Linked DNA regions of Hordeum vulgare: region 2 is linked to region 1. Evidence: chromatin contacts called from public Hi-C data. All regions are on one chromosome and are shown on one strand. The core of a region is the stretch at or near the end of the contact, and the rest is flanking DNA. Distances in the headings are between cores, read along the strand shown. Region 1 holds the start of LOC123429696 (SPX domain-containing protein 6-like). Region 2 holds the start of LOC123425324 (elongation factor 1-delta 1-like).

Region 1 (6,286 bases), core at 2,146-4,645:
TAATTGTTTTTATTTATTTATTGACTTACCAAATAAGCTACCTTTTGTATATCAATGAGTGACTACAAAATAATCACAGGCATGATTGTGGTGACATTTATTTACACAATCATATACTCCCCCTGTTCGGAAATACTTGTCATAGAAATGAATGTATTTAGATGTATTTTAATTTTAGACACATCTATTTTTATTTATTTGTGTGACAAGTAATTCCGGACGAAGGGAGTAATACATACATGTAAATTATAGGCGAATGTACTAGAATATTTATATCATGGAGCAACGCATGAGCAAATACCTAATAGAGAATATAGCAAGTTTAATGTTTTCATGCGACATCCAAACATAAATATTTGAATTGGAATTTTTACAATCATTTCCAATCCTATCAAAGACTCGTCGAGATACAATTGATTGGATGATTTTTAATTCTTGAGAGACAAATGAGATACAAGTGATTTTAACTTGTAAGAGCAACTCTAGCAGATGCCGCAACACATGCTACAAAAACAGTTTATGACTATACAATAATCTTCATAATTACAACACAAGTTCAAATTCAAATAATTAAAACAATAACAAAATGATCCAAAATAAAAAAAATGTTCAAACAACACATGAATACAAATAAGATAAAATGAATAAAATGGGAGTTTATCTCCCATATGGTTTTCACTGGTGCTTAGTGAGATCATCGTGTAGCTGGTCGTGTGTGGCATTATCTTCAGTAGGTCTAAAAAAATAGAGTGATCTCATCTGGGTTCTTGGCAGGCTTGACACAACTATCAATGTTGTTAGGGGGGCTACGATTGCCTACTCCATCGTCCGGTGGCCCGGATGTCGTCCGGGTGGTCACCCATCCTCGTCGTGGTGTGATGCACGAACGTGGGGATGGATGCTCCAGCCAGATCCGGTCTTCGATGATCGACTTGGGTTGTTGGTCGCAGTTGTAGGTGGTGGTGGCATTGGCATGGGGCTCCCTTCGTCCATGGTGCGTCGTGGGACTAGAAAGGAGGTGCCTTTTAGTCCTGCCATTGGTCAGTGAGGTGCTCGAGGTTTGGAGTCGGCTGCGGGTGTGAGTTGGGGATCGTGGACGCCGGGGCGACGACCCCGGATGGCGGTCAGTCAGATTGGCTTCTCAATAGGCGTCTTGGCGTTGGTGATGGTTGCATCTCTTGGTCGTGTGGGCGACAAAGGATATAGCGCTCGATGATCCTGGTATCGATGGTGTCTTGGCAGTGTCGGTTCCCAGATCATGTTCTGAAGGTCTCATTTGGTGGCGGCATGTCTTCCTGTAGGATGGATAGGTGCGCGGAGTTCCTTGGGTGGCACGGGTGAGAGGTTCTGGGCAAAAGCCTTGTGCTCCGGCACCGACAATGGTGATGCTCGTGCGTGTCATGTCCTTCTTGGGGGGGCCATTGTGATACCTCTTGCCAGGACATTAATCGAGGTGAAAACCCTTGACCGTTCCCTCGGTCTCGGCGGTGTTGACACAATGCATTGTGTTCCTCCTGAGGACATAGTCGTGGAGCTCAGTTTCCTCCATGCGCACCGCACCATCATCGATAGCCATTTTCTGATCCTGGCTTGAGGTCTCCTTAACTCTAGCACGGGCGGTCGCATTTGCCTTCATATCTTCTACACGGGTCCTCGTTGATGCCACTCCAGGTCCTTGTTGTCTGCTTGTAGGTTCGAGCTCCGTGATCCGGAGTGAGAGGACAGGGGGTCCTCTTCGGTGACAACTTGGTGTGAGTGGCGGAACGAGGCCGGGTGGTTTCCCCTGGTGGTTGACCGTCTTCCTTGTTGGTAGTCTATGGTGTTTTGGGGTAGGGTGTGGATTCTCTTGTATTTCTTGATTTTCTCCGATCTTCTTTGTGAGAGGTTATCCTCATCTCCTTGTATTAGTTTGGCTGTGGTGCTTTATATATAAAGAAGGACGGAAGCCTTTTTTCGATAACGTGGTATATTCTCCAATGCAAATATACTTATCGGTGTAATCAGCTGGAATGCCATATGCTATTGCTCTCATTGTCACCGATATTTTTTGGTATGTACTAAATCTAAGCAACCCGACGGCATTCCTCCGACGAGTTAAGAAACAACAATCTTTCTCACAAGCTTGAGTAATGCGAACAAAAGGAGATCTACACATTCGGTAATGCCTACAGAAGAGGTGAGCCGAATAGGTTGGTAACTCGACAAAGTAGTCTTTCATGAGAATATTGTGGCTGAGAGCTCAGTTGCCCAGAATGCAAAGACGGCTAACCTTCGATCCGTGGTGCTTTTTCTTCTTGTCGACTTCAAACTCTTAGGCAAGTTGCAACAAGAGGAGGTGCTCGACATCATCGTTAAAAAACATCTCCTCTATGTAGGAATCATCTGAATCCGACGACGAGGAATCCATCTATGAAAATAAATCTGGGACTTTGTCACAATCACCCCTTGGTCGGAAATTAAATCGAGAGGAAAGACCTATATATTAGCTTTGGTCGGAACCAAATCCGTCACCCCAAACTTCCGCACCCCGATCAAATAGAAATCTTTCGCCACCGCCCCTTACTTCCCCTTGGCCCCATGTCCGTGGCTTTGGCACGCCTGGATGACTGTGTAGCTCACTCACGGCTGGAGCAGTTGGATCCGCCCGTAACGAGCCACTCCACGAAGCTACCGGTCGGATCCATGGCGTCGGCTGCGGCCCGCTCGCGGGGAAAATTAGCCACCCAAGCACCAATCTTGGTGAAGAAGATGCGAGCGAGGACGACCGAAGCTCTTCATGGCGCATAGTGGCCAGGGGAAGCAAATATCATCGAAGGTTTACAACGGGGGCGGCAGCGGAATGGCGAGTGCGAGCAAAAAATTTCTCCCGCCACTCGAGAGAGGGAACCTTAAAGAGGAGGGGAAAACGATAGATTTAGCAGTTACGGGTCATAGTACATATTTTTTTTACGGGTCAGGTTGATATATGAATCTGATCGTAATTTGATTTCATCCAGATTCTATATATTGACGGTTATTTAGTGGGGCGAACGGATTAACGTATCCCCTAGAGTTGCTCTAACCTACTCCTTCCATACCACTTCTATAAGCTCACGAGTTCTGGATCAATATAATATATGACGTTTTAACAGTTCATGGTACAGAGTCGGTACTAAGTACTTCCTCCGTCTCAAAATAAGTGATTCAAAAGTGACTCAACTTTGTATTAAAGTTAGTGCAAAGTCGAGTTATTTTTAAATCACTTATTTTGGGATGGAGAGAGTAGTAGAGAGGAGAAGGATTTCAAAATCTCAACGAGGGTCCCTGCGACCAACCGTTACACCCGTCGTCCGGGTGCCCATAGCCACGGTCTCACGCACACCGCCCCACGCCCCACGCCCCTTGCCACGCTTAGCATATGCCGGTAAATATTCCAAGAACGTCGCCATCTTCTTCCTCTTCCTCTCCTCCAACCGCTTACCTCACTAACCACGTACGTACGGTGCCCGCGCCTATATTACCAGCACTCATCGCCGCTTCACCCCTCATTAATCCGCCAACACCACCGATTGCTCACCTTCATATCGCAGATTGTCGTTGCATTGCCCTCGAGGAGGCGAGATTAGTTGATTTCGGTTGGGGATTAGTTGAGCAGAAGGCAGTCGGCGGCCTCTGGATTGATTTGCACGCCATGAAATTCGGTAAGTGGCTCAAGCGGCAGATCGAGCAGAGCCTCCCGGCATGGAAGGACGAGTTCCTGAGCTACAACGAGCTCAAGCCCGTCATCGGCGCCGTCTCGCCGGCCGAGTTCGTCGCCCGCCTCGACGTTCAAATAGAGAAGATCAACGCCTTCTTCATCGAGCAGGAGGAGTTCTTCATCATCACCCACAGGGTACGTGTACGCGCTGATTGCTAGCCAGCCAGTCCCAATGGCTTCGCCTGCCCTGCGAATTTCTCTGACGGTCCGTGCGTTCTTGGTGGTGTGTGTGTATGTGCGAGCAGGAGCTGCAGGGGGCGATCAGGAGCGCGCTGGAGAGGAAGGTGGCGGTGCCGGCGGCTGCGCACGAGGCCGAGATCGCGGCGATCCGGAGGGAGATCGTCAACTTCCACGGCGAGATGGTGCTGCTGCTCAACTACAGCAGCGTCAACTACATCGGCCTGGCCAAGATCCTCAAGAAGTACGACAAGCGCACGGGCGCAGGGATCCGGCTCGCCGTGATCGAGACGGTGCTGGTGCAGCCCTTCTTCACGGTGGAGGCGGTGTCCCTGATGGTGAGGGAGTGCGAGGCCATGATGGAGGCAGTGTTCCCCACGGCGCCCGGCGAGGGGCAGGCGGCGGCGCGGCGGGACCGCGAGGCCCTGGTCGCAGCGGAGCAGAGGATCTTCCGCAACACCGTGTCGGCGCTCCTGGCCATGCAGGACGTGCGCAGCAGCAGCTCCACGCGCGGCCGCCACTCGCTGCCGCCGCTCAACCTGCCGGACTCGGACTGGCTCCGCTCCTTCTAGCCGCCGCCGTCGTCCCCCATTCCATTCCCCGTCCAATGACCCCCGCCGGCCTCTTCTTGGTGGCCTCACCAGCCACATCCACAGATATGTAATTGGCTATCTGTAGTTTCTAACTTCTTTTTTTGTTTCCCTTTCTTTTTACCACGCTGGTGTAAGATGGTAACAAGATGTGAGCATACAAATTCATACTACTGTGCATTATGTTATGCTCCTATATAAATCTTTGTCAGGACTCAGGACACTAACCGAGCGTCAAATCTAGTTGAGTTTGTGCTTAAATATGGTTGAGTGCGTCGTAGAAAATTAAATCTCATTCAAACTGCCATGATGCCGAAGAAAGGTCATGGTTCTAATTTACTAAGAAACAACAAAATTCATCTCTGGCTCCTGACGAATCCAGAGGTCAAGGAAAAACGTCCAACAGAAATCAACCGTTCGAACGGTCATACCGTCTCTGAATTTTCAGACCATTCACGAGTCAATCCATTAGTCTGAAGCTGACAATGCTATCTGACTGGATCAAGCAAATCGACACCGAGGGTTCATATGTTTAGAGAAACAATTCCGTCAGGATCGAGCTACGCAAGATGATTCCTTCGCCGAAACGAATATACCTTGATATTGTAGAGAAGCGGCCAAAAGACCACATCAAAAGCGACGAAGATAAACTATTTATTGTCAATGTGCATAGCCTACGATTTTGGTTGGAGATTCACAAACTTGTTGTCATAAAATTGTTGCAGCTAGTAAGAACAAGTTTCATAGTCCGCGCCGTTCTCTTTGTCTTTATCGATTCTTCCTCTCATGTTGGAAGATGGTAGGTATATTCTTGCTCCAGGATCGATGCTAGGTATGCAAAGGGGGATGAACAAAATTTGTAAGGCAATTCCAAACTTCTAATCATTCCTCCAAAATGCTAAAACTCGAACAGCGAGATAGCAAATTGTGCCTGTTTTTGTTTTTGAATAATGGATGAAAAATGATCCATGCATTTTCAAATGCACAAAGCAAAAAAAAGAAAAAAGAGCGTGAGAAGTCAATTGATTCCTGCATAAGAAAGAAGAAGCATGTTCACAGAGTATTCAACCGAAAAGGAGCACCATTTGGGGTGCTTCCCCCCCCCCCCCCCCCTCCCGCAAGTCGATTAGGGAAAAGCTTTTCCTCTCGATTTTAAAGCATCTCCACCCCTTTGACCCTCACCCATTCGGGCGATAGCGTTTTTGACGTCGAGCCGACGCTTTTCTAGCCCTCGGAACGAGCGAGTTTCCAGCCGCGCCCCCAGGTTTCGGCTCCCACACGTCGACGTTTTCAAATTGATCTTTTCCCGCTTCCAAAAAACGCCACAAAGTTCGACGATCATGTTACAAGTCGGCGATCAGCATGCCATAGTTCGGCGATCAACACACCTAGTAGTTCGGCGATCAAAAGGGAACGATGGAATGAATCAAACAGCCGGCTCGACGCAGTTCGGCTCCTCTACCGCGGTCGCGGGACTGTCCGAGGTCGTTGGCTCGTCGTCGGCGTGGGTTCTGTCGGGGTCGCCGGTGTGGTTGGAGTTGTCGTTGCCGTGGTCGCCAGCGTGGTTGGAATTGTCGTTGTCGTGGTCGACGATGCAGTTGCCGCCGACGCCATCATCTGGTTTAAGATCAGGTCGCGCTGCAAAAGGTACCACGCCTTCACCTGCTCGTCCATCGTCGTCGTGTCTGTCCCCATCAAGAACGCCAGGTCGATGTTCCTCTTCTTCACGGCGATGTTGGTCCTGAAAAGGTCGAGCTTGACGTGCTGGTTCGCCATCAACGCC
Region 2 (6,511 bases), core at 870-3,369, 340 kb after region 1:
TTATGTCTGACGTAGGTAGATGTTCAGGATCATTCATTTGATCATCAGTAGTCACGTCCGCTATGCGTAGATCGTCCCCCTCTTATTTCTTGTACTCGTAAGTTTAGCCACCAACTATATGCTTAGCTGCTGCTGCAACCTCATCACTTAACCTTACCTCACCCAATAAGCTTTGCTATTCTTGATACCTTTGGAAATGAGATTGCTGAGTCCCCTATGGCTCACATATTACTACAACACCAGTTGCAGGTACATGTAAAGGTTACTTGACGCGAGCGCGTTGATTGTTCATTTAGAGTTGCTTCTTCTTCTTCTTCTTCTTCATTGATCTAGGATGGGTTCCAAGCCGGTAGCCTGGGATAGCAAGGATGGATGTCGTTCTTCTTTTCTCGTTTGTTTTCGTCCGTAGCCGGACCCTGCTCTTACTCTTGATGATTATGTAATGTACTGATGTGACTCTCATGTAGCTTGTGGCGAGTGTAAGCCAATTATATTATATATCTCTTCTTTTTAGTACATGTACTTGTAACGATATCCATTTTTGCGACACGACGAGATGCGCTTCTATCCCTGACGAGGTCTTCGTGCCAAATTGAGGACAGGGTCGCATCTTGGGCGTGACAGGGTCATCCTAAGAGAATTGAACAAGATTCTCAAGGAGTTAGCACTGATGCATCTAGTCATCCTAGAAATAAGAAGAAAGATGATAGGAACTTGCATGCTAGTAACCCTGTTGCTGTTACACGTGAGAGTCCATCTGTTTCTGATGCTGAAACACAGTCTCGTGATGAACATGAGCCTAATGATAATATCAATAATGATGTTCATGTTGATGCTCAACATAGCAATGATAAGGATGTGGAGATTGAACCTGTTGATCTTGATAACCCACAACCTAAGAATAGAAGATACGATAAGAACGACTTCACTGTTAGGAAGCATGATAAAGAAAGGGAACCATGGGTTCAAAAACCCATGCCCTTTCCTCCCAAACCATCCAAGAAAAAGGATGATGATGATTTTAAGCAATTTGTTGAAATGATTAGACCCGTGTTTCTGCAAATGCGTTTGACAGATATGCTCAAAATGTCTCCGTATGCTAAGTACATGAAGGATATTGTGACTAATAAGAGGAGGATACCTGAGGTTGAGTTTTCCACCATGCTTACTAATTTTTTAAAGCACGGACATTTTTTGAATTTTGAGAACAAAATTTTGAAACGAAGAACAATTAAAAGAAACCAAACAAATTTGGGAGGGCGGACGATTTTTTAAGCACAAACATTTTTTGAACCTTGAGAACCAATTTTGAGATAGTGAAATTTTTAGAAAAATCCAAAACAAATTTGGAAGCGCGGACAATTTTTGAAAGCACAAACATTTTTTAAATCTTGAGAACAAAATTTTGAAACGGAGAATAATTTTGAAAAAACCCAAAACAAAGTACAAACAATTTTGAATATTTTTTGAAACAGAGAACAAATTTGAAATCACGAACAATTTTTCAAAGCATGAACATTTTTATAATCTTGAGAACAAATTTTCGTACCGAGAACAATTTTGAAAAATCATGAACAAATTTGGAAGCGTGAACATTTTTTTAATGGACAAACATTTTTAGAATCTTGAGCACAAAATTTTGAAACGGACAATAATTCTTATCATTTTTTGAAAATTCGAAACATTTTTACAATTTGAAGAACAATGTTTGAAAATCCCTAACATTTTGTAAAAATTCGAAACATTTTATAAAATTCAGAACATTTTCGAAAAAACAGAAACGAATAAAGAAAAAAAGAAACGAAAAAAAAGGAAAACGGTTCGGAGAACCTTTTATAAAGTTTCCAGTTAGGAAAGTGTAGGAGATTTAGAAAACTATAATCCCGCAACCGATAATGGGTTGATCCAGATCATCGATCGCTAGGGTTTCTGTGTGCGAAACCCCGAGAATTTATCGCAACGCGCGGCAAATAGGGTTTTCCGCGTCCACCTTCATTACACGCATTTAGGCGCGTATATATGGGCCGGCCTGGTCGGGTTCTCGCTAAGACAGCCTAGCAGGCCCACACGCCAGACGCAGATCTAGGGCAAAACTGCGACGAAGCAAACGGCGACCGTGAGATGCAGATCAAACCGTAGGCACGCCACCACACATCCCCCCGTTTTAAGGCCCCAAACCCTCTCGAATCCGCCCCTCTCCTGCGCCGTCGTCCTCCTCCTCGCCTCCCAGCAGCCACACCTCGACTCGCTCCCTCGAGGTAACCGGTCCATCCTCACCGACCCCTCCCCTTCCACCAGTTCCGTAGATCCGCTCGTAGCTGCTCCGGATCTTTTGGTTCTATGTTGCATCTTCGATCTCTTCGCGGTGAATCGCGTGATGATTTTAGTTCCGCTTCTTAATTATCCTGTGGATGTGTCAGCTTTGGTCTTCGATCTGGAGGCGCTTGTACGTGGTCAGTTGGCGCGTGTTAGAGCAGATCTCGGTTATTGGCCGCGGAGGATTTGTTGGTTATTGATGCTGTTTAGGGGGGTTAGATCCGATGCGTTGTGTGTTCTGTTCGTCAAATTTGGTCACGCGTCGCATGCTTCAGTGAAGGTGCAGTATCAGTAAATGGATTTGGCCTGGGTTGCTTGTCTGTTTGCATGATTCTTACCCCTATCTACCTAGTTTTGAATGCACTACATCCCTGTGCGTGATTTATCTGGAAACGAGTTATGTTATGTCAGTCAGTTATCTATCGGTGTGTGTACCATGTCAATTTCTTGCATCCGAATTTACGCTTTATGTCATTTCAAACAAAGATTTGTAGTGTTGATGCATCTTGTGTAGGCATATGATAACCCCCTGCTCGTTCTTAGGTGTTCCTCTTCTGTCTAATTGTGTAGCTGCTCTTGCGTGTCAATTTGATTCGCTAGTTCCCTACAAATCTCCCTTGTTTGCTATTGAAATCATTTGCTTGATTGCTGCTTGAGTTACTGGGAGTACTGTTACATAGATAGAATTAGGATGCCATTAGTGTAAACTGGTTTGTGGTTTCCAAGTTATATTCCACAGTTTGTGTGCCAATATCCACTGTTCTTACATCGTTCTCTTCTTTGCCTGTAGATCAGCTGTTTTCCATCCTTTTGAGGCAAGATGGCGGCTACCTTCAATGTTAACGCTGAGGCAGGCCTTAAAAAGCTTGATGGCTACCTTCTGTCCCGCAGCTACATCTCTGGGTATGTGTTTAATGCCATAGTTGTTTACTAAATGGTTGTATTTGTTTCATCAGACTTACTCTGTAAAATTATCTTCTGTAGATACCAAGCTTCCAAGGATGACTTGGCTGTGTATTCTGAATTCTCAGTTGCTCCACCATCGACTTGCACCAATGTTGCAAGGTGGTACAATCACATTGATGCGCTCCTGAAGCTGAGGTATGCTCTCAAGCTAATTTAAATTCCAAACGGCCTTTCATTTTCTGCTGTCCCTGTAAGTGATGCTAATTTATGTAAACAATCTATTCATGCTCAGTGGAGTTACTGCCCCTGGTCAAGGTGTGAAGGTTCTGTCATCAATTGTCCCTGAAACCTCAACTACTGATGTTGCTGAGGTTACATTCATAAACCATCTGCTCTGGACTATTCTAATAATTTCTTTTGCATAAGCGTGCCACCTGCTGAACTGGTTCATGTGGCTGGTTGTTGGGCATTTATGTGGTTTAAATCTTCCAGTATAACAGTATAACATCATGTATCCTCTACTTTGCAGGCTCCTGCAGCTGATGATGACGATGACAGCGATGTTGACCTTTTTGGAGAGGAAACCGAAGAGGAGAAGAAGGCAGCTGAAGAGCGTGCTGCCAAAGCGAAGGCATCTACCAAGAAGAAAGAATGTATGTTATCCTGCATTCTCTGTATTTTAATAGTTCTAATATTGTATGGCTGAATCAATTATTTTGTACCCTCAAAATTCATAACCAAGTATCAGTGAAGAATATATGCTATGTCGTACTTATTTATGAACATTGTTTTAAGCTACTGTTTGTGCTGTTAAACTTCAAAACCCAGTATTTCTACTAACTTTGTACTTTTGCTGTTGTCAGCTGGCAAGTCATCAGTTTTGCTTGATGTTAAGCCATGGGATGATGAGACTGACATGGTCAAGCTAGAGGAAGCTGTCCGAAGCATCAAGATGGAGGGCCTTCTGTGGGGTGCTTGTATGTCACTTACTCTTAACTGTCTTTGTACTTCAATTTTGGTGATGCATATTATTTTTCTGTCTGCATAATTATACTTGTGTTTTGTAACGTTGATGGTTTGCCATTGCTTGCAGCCAAGCTCATGCCAGTTGGATATGGCATCAAGAAGCTCCAGATTATGATGACCATCATTGATGACCTTGTCTCTGTTGACACTCTGATTGAAGACCATCTGTGCGTCGAACCAGCGAACGAGTACATCCAGAGCTGTGACATTGTTGCCTTCAACAAAATCTGTAAGTTTCTCCAGCTAGTTTAATTTCCTATCCTAGTTGCATTGGCTGTAATCAGCTGATCTAAGATGCTATGTTATGTTGTCCATTCTCCTTAAAGTCGTACCACACCAGCACTGTGTCTATGTCTAGTTCTTGTCTCCTTTTATCGACACTATCCATTTCTAGTTCTGGTTTGGACCTTTTGATTAGTTAGATTCATCAGCTCTAACTTTGGTAAACCTGTTTTACTGCAGAAATCTTCCCGAGGTTCGTGATTGCGGTCGGTGGACAATGCAGCAGCACAAACAATATGTCTACAGTTTCCCGTTGCCATGATGGTGTCGTAGCTAAAGCAGCATAACATATTCTGCCCTGTGAGGTTTTTGGACCTTAGGTTGAGTTTTGTCGTAGTATTACTACTGAGTGTTGTTTGCATCGTATGAAATGAGACAATGTGGTTGGATTCCTGTTGCTATTTTCTTGTGTCTGGCCTGCCTACTTTTCTCTTTGTTGATCGTCTTAACTTGTTTCACAACCGTTGACTCCACCAATCCCAGGAGGAAAATATAGTCAGTTGCCTGCCAAACGGCATTTAAGCTGTCTTTGGTTTGGGTCAAAGTAAGCGGTAATTCATTTTGAGCCTGGGCTCATATGAATCTGGTGAACAGTACCGCGTTTTGGACTACAATAAGTGTTCCAAAAGATCCAAATTTTTTTGTGGTGCAAGATGCTCTTATGTATGAACTTGCTAAATTTTATGATGTTTGCACATTCGTGGAGCCTGTGGCAAATAGACAAAAGGCATAAATAGTGTGCTTTGCAAATGTTTCTCACACATTTGAATTGTCTTTTTTGCAGCGAGCTCAATGTTCAAACTACACAAAAATCTACTCTACAACATAATGCATTCTGAATATTTTAAATGCTTTTTACCTCAAAACAATAGGTCCTTTTTCATTCCATATCCATGCACAGTTCTATGTTTACTTCAACACTTCCATTGAAAATCATTTTTGTGGCAAGTGAGTAACAAAAAAACATTAAACCAGCGACTAGCCACATCAACACTAAAACTGATAATGCGGGCCCACCTGTTGGAGCCACGTGTGCTCGGACAGACGGTGCGCCCACACTCGTTGTTTAAGCCTGTCTTCTCCCCTTGAAACCCTCATTTGCATTTCCCCTCCCACAATCTCACCTTTCCTGTTCAGGCGTGAATGGTGACTCGTGGCGATGACGACGGTGGTTCTAGATCTGGCCGTCGGCTAAACCTTCTTGGCTTGGAGTATGTGTTGTCGCAGGAGGAGGACCCCCCCCCCCCTCACAGGCCAGTTGAGGTGGCGGTGAATGGTACGAGCGGCTCTAGATCCGATGATGGTGAATCACAATCTCCCTCCCATGTGAAGCCGTTTGTAGAGGCGACGACGTGGGCCGTTGGAGTCCTCCCTACTGTCACCGTCGACAACCCCCATGTGTACGTCATCCTTCTTGTCACGTGTGTGATTTATCTTGCGATAGGGTTCTTGTCTCCTCATTCTCTTCAGTGCTCATTGTGATTTAGTGTATGGTTTTACAAGTATATTAGGTTGTGTCTTTCTTTGTATTTACATGTATATTTAATTTGTACTGTAGATTGAACTATGAGTAGTGGGTTATTCACATTGACTTTGAAGGGACACAATTAATCAAAACTAAGATGTTTAGGAAGGACATAAGATATTTCTATCTCATGCCACTAGTGCTTGAGAATGGTTATAGTTTTCAAAGTGCATGTATTATATGAAAAATAAAGGGATATGACTGGATGGTTTTAAGCTTCTGGACAATCAAATGAAGGTTGATGAAATGCTAAGGCACTATGGGGACATCTGATGGATATGATTGTTAGTTACTAAGGGCAAGAGGGAGCAAGCAATAGTTGTCTCTCCAGCAAAGAAGGGCAATAGGAAGGCAATAGTGATTGACATATCTGATGGAGAAAACACAATTGATCCCTCTTTGGTGTTTACGGTCAATGAACAAGGTGTGGCCCATAAGACATATGAAGAGTGTGTT

What was found. A called contact is a pair of places that touch in the nucleus more often than the background predicts.
Region 2: a contact with region 1 is called in a Hi-C map of seedling, with 3 times the contacts expected there. The contact joins the promoter of LOC123425324 here to the promoter of LOC123429696 in region 1. A contact is called at or near these places in 2 of 6 Hi-C or Micro-C datasets (leaf and seedling) and 1 of 1 datasets of contacts at active chromatin or transcription factors (embryo).

Annotation. Positions count from the first base shown.
Region 1 is chr2H:101,171,596-101,177,881 of MorexV3_pseudomolecules_assembly, forward strand. LOC123429696 (SPX domain-containing protein 6-like) reads left to right here and starts at 3,396. Exons shown (of 2, transcript XM_045113706.1): 1 at 3,396-3,871; 2 at 3,982-4,730. The coding sequence starts at 3,398. The coding sequence ends at 4,485.
Region 2 is chr2H:101,509,020-101,515,530 of MorexV3_pseudomolecules_assembly, forward strand. LOC123425324 (elongation factor 1-delta 1-like) reads left to right here and starts at 2,120. Exons shown (of 8, transcript XM_045109008.1): 1 at 2,120-2,258; 2 at 3,107-3,219; 3 at 3,301-3,417; 4 at 3,515-3,593; 5 at 3,752-3,875; 6 at 4,086-4,199; 7 at 4,316-4,477; 8 at 4,711-4,931. The coding sequence starts at 3,137. The coding sequence ends at 4,712.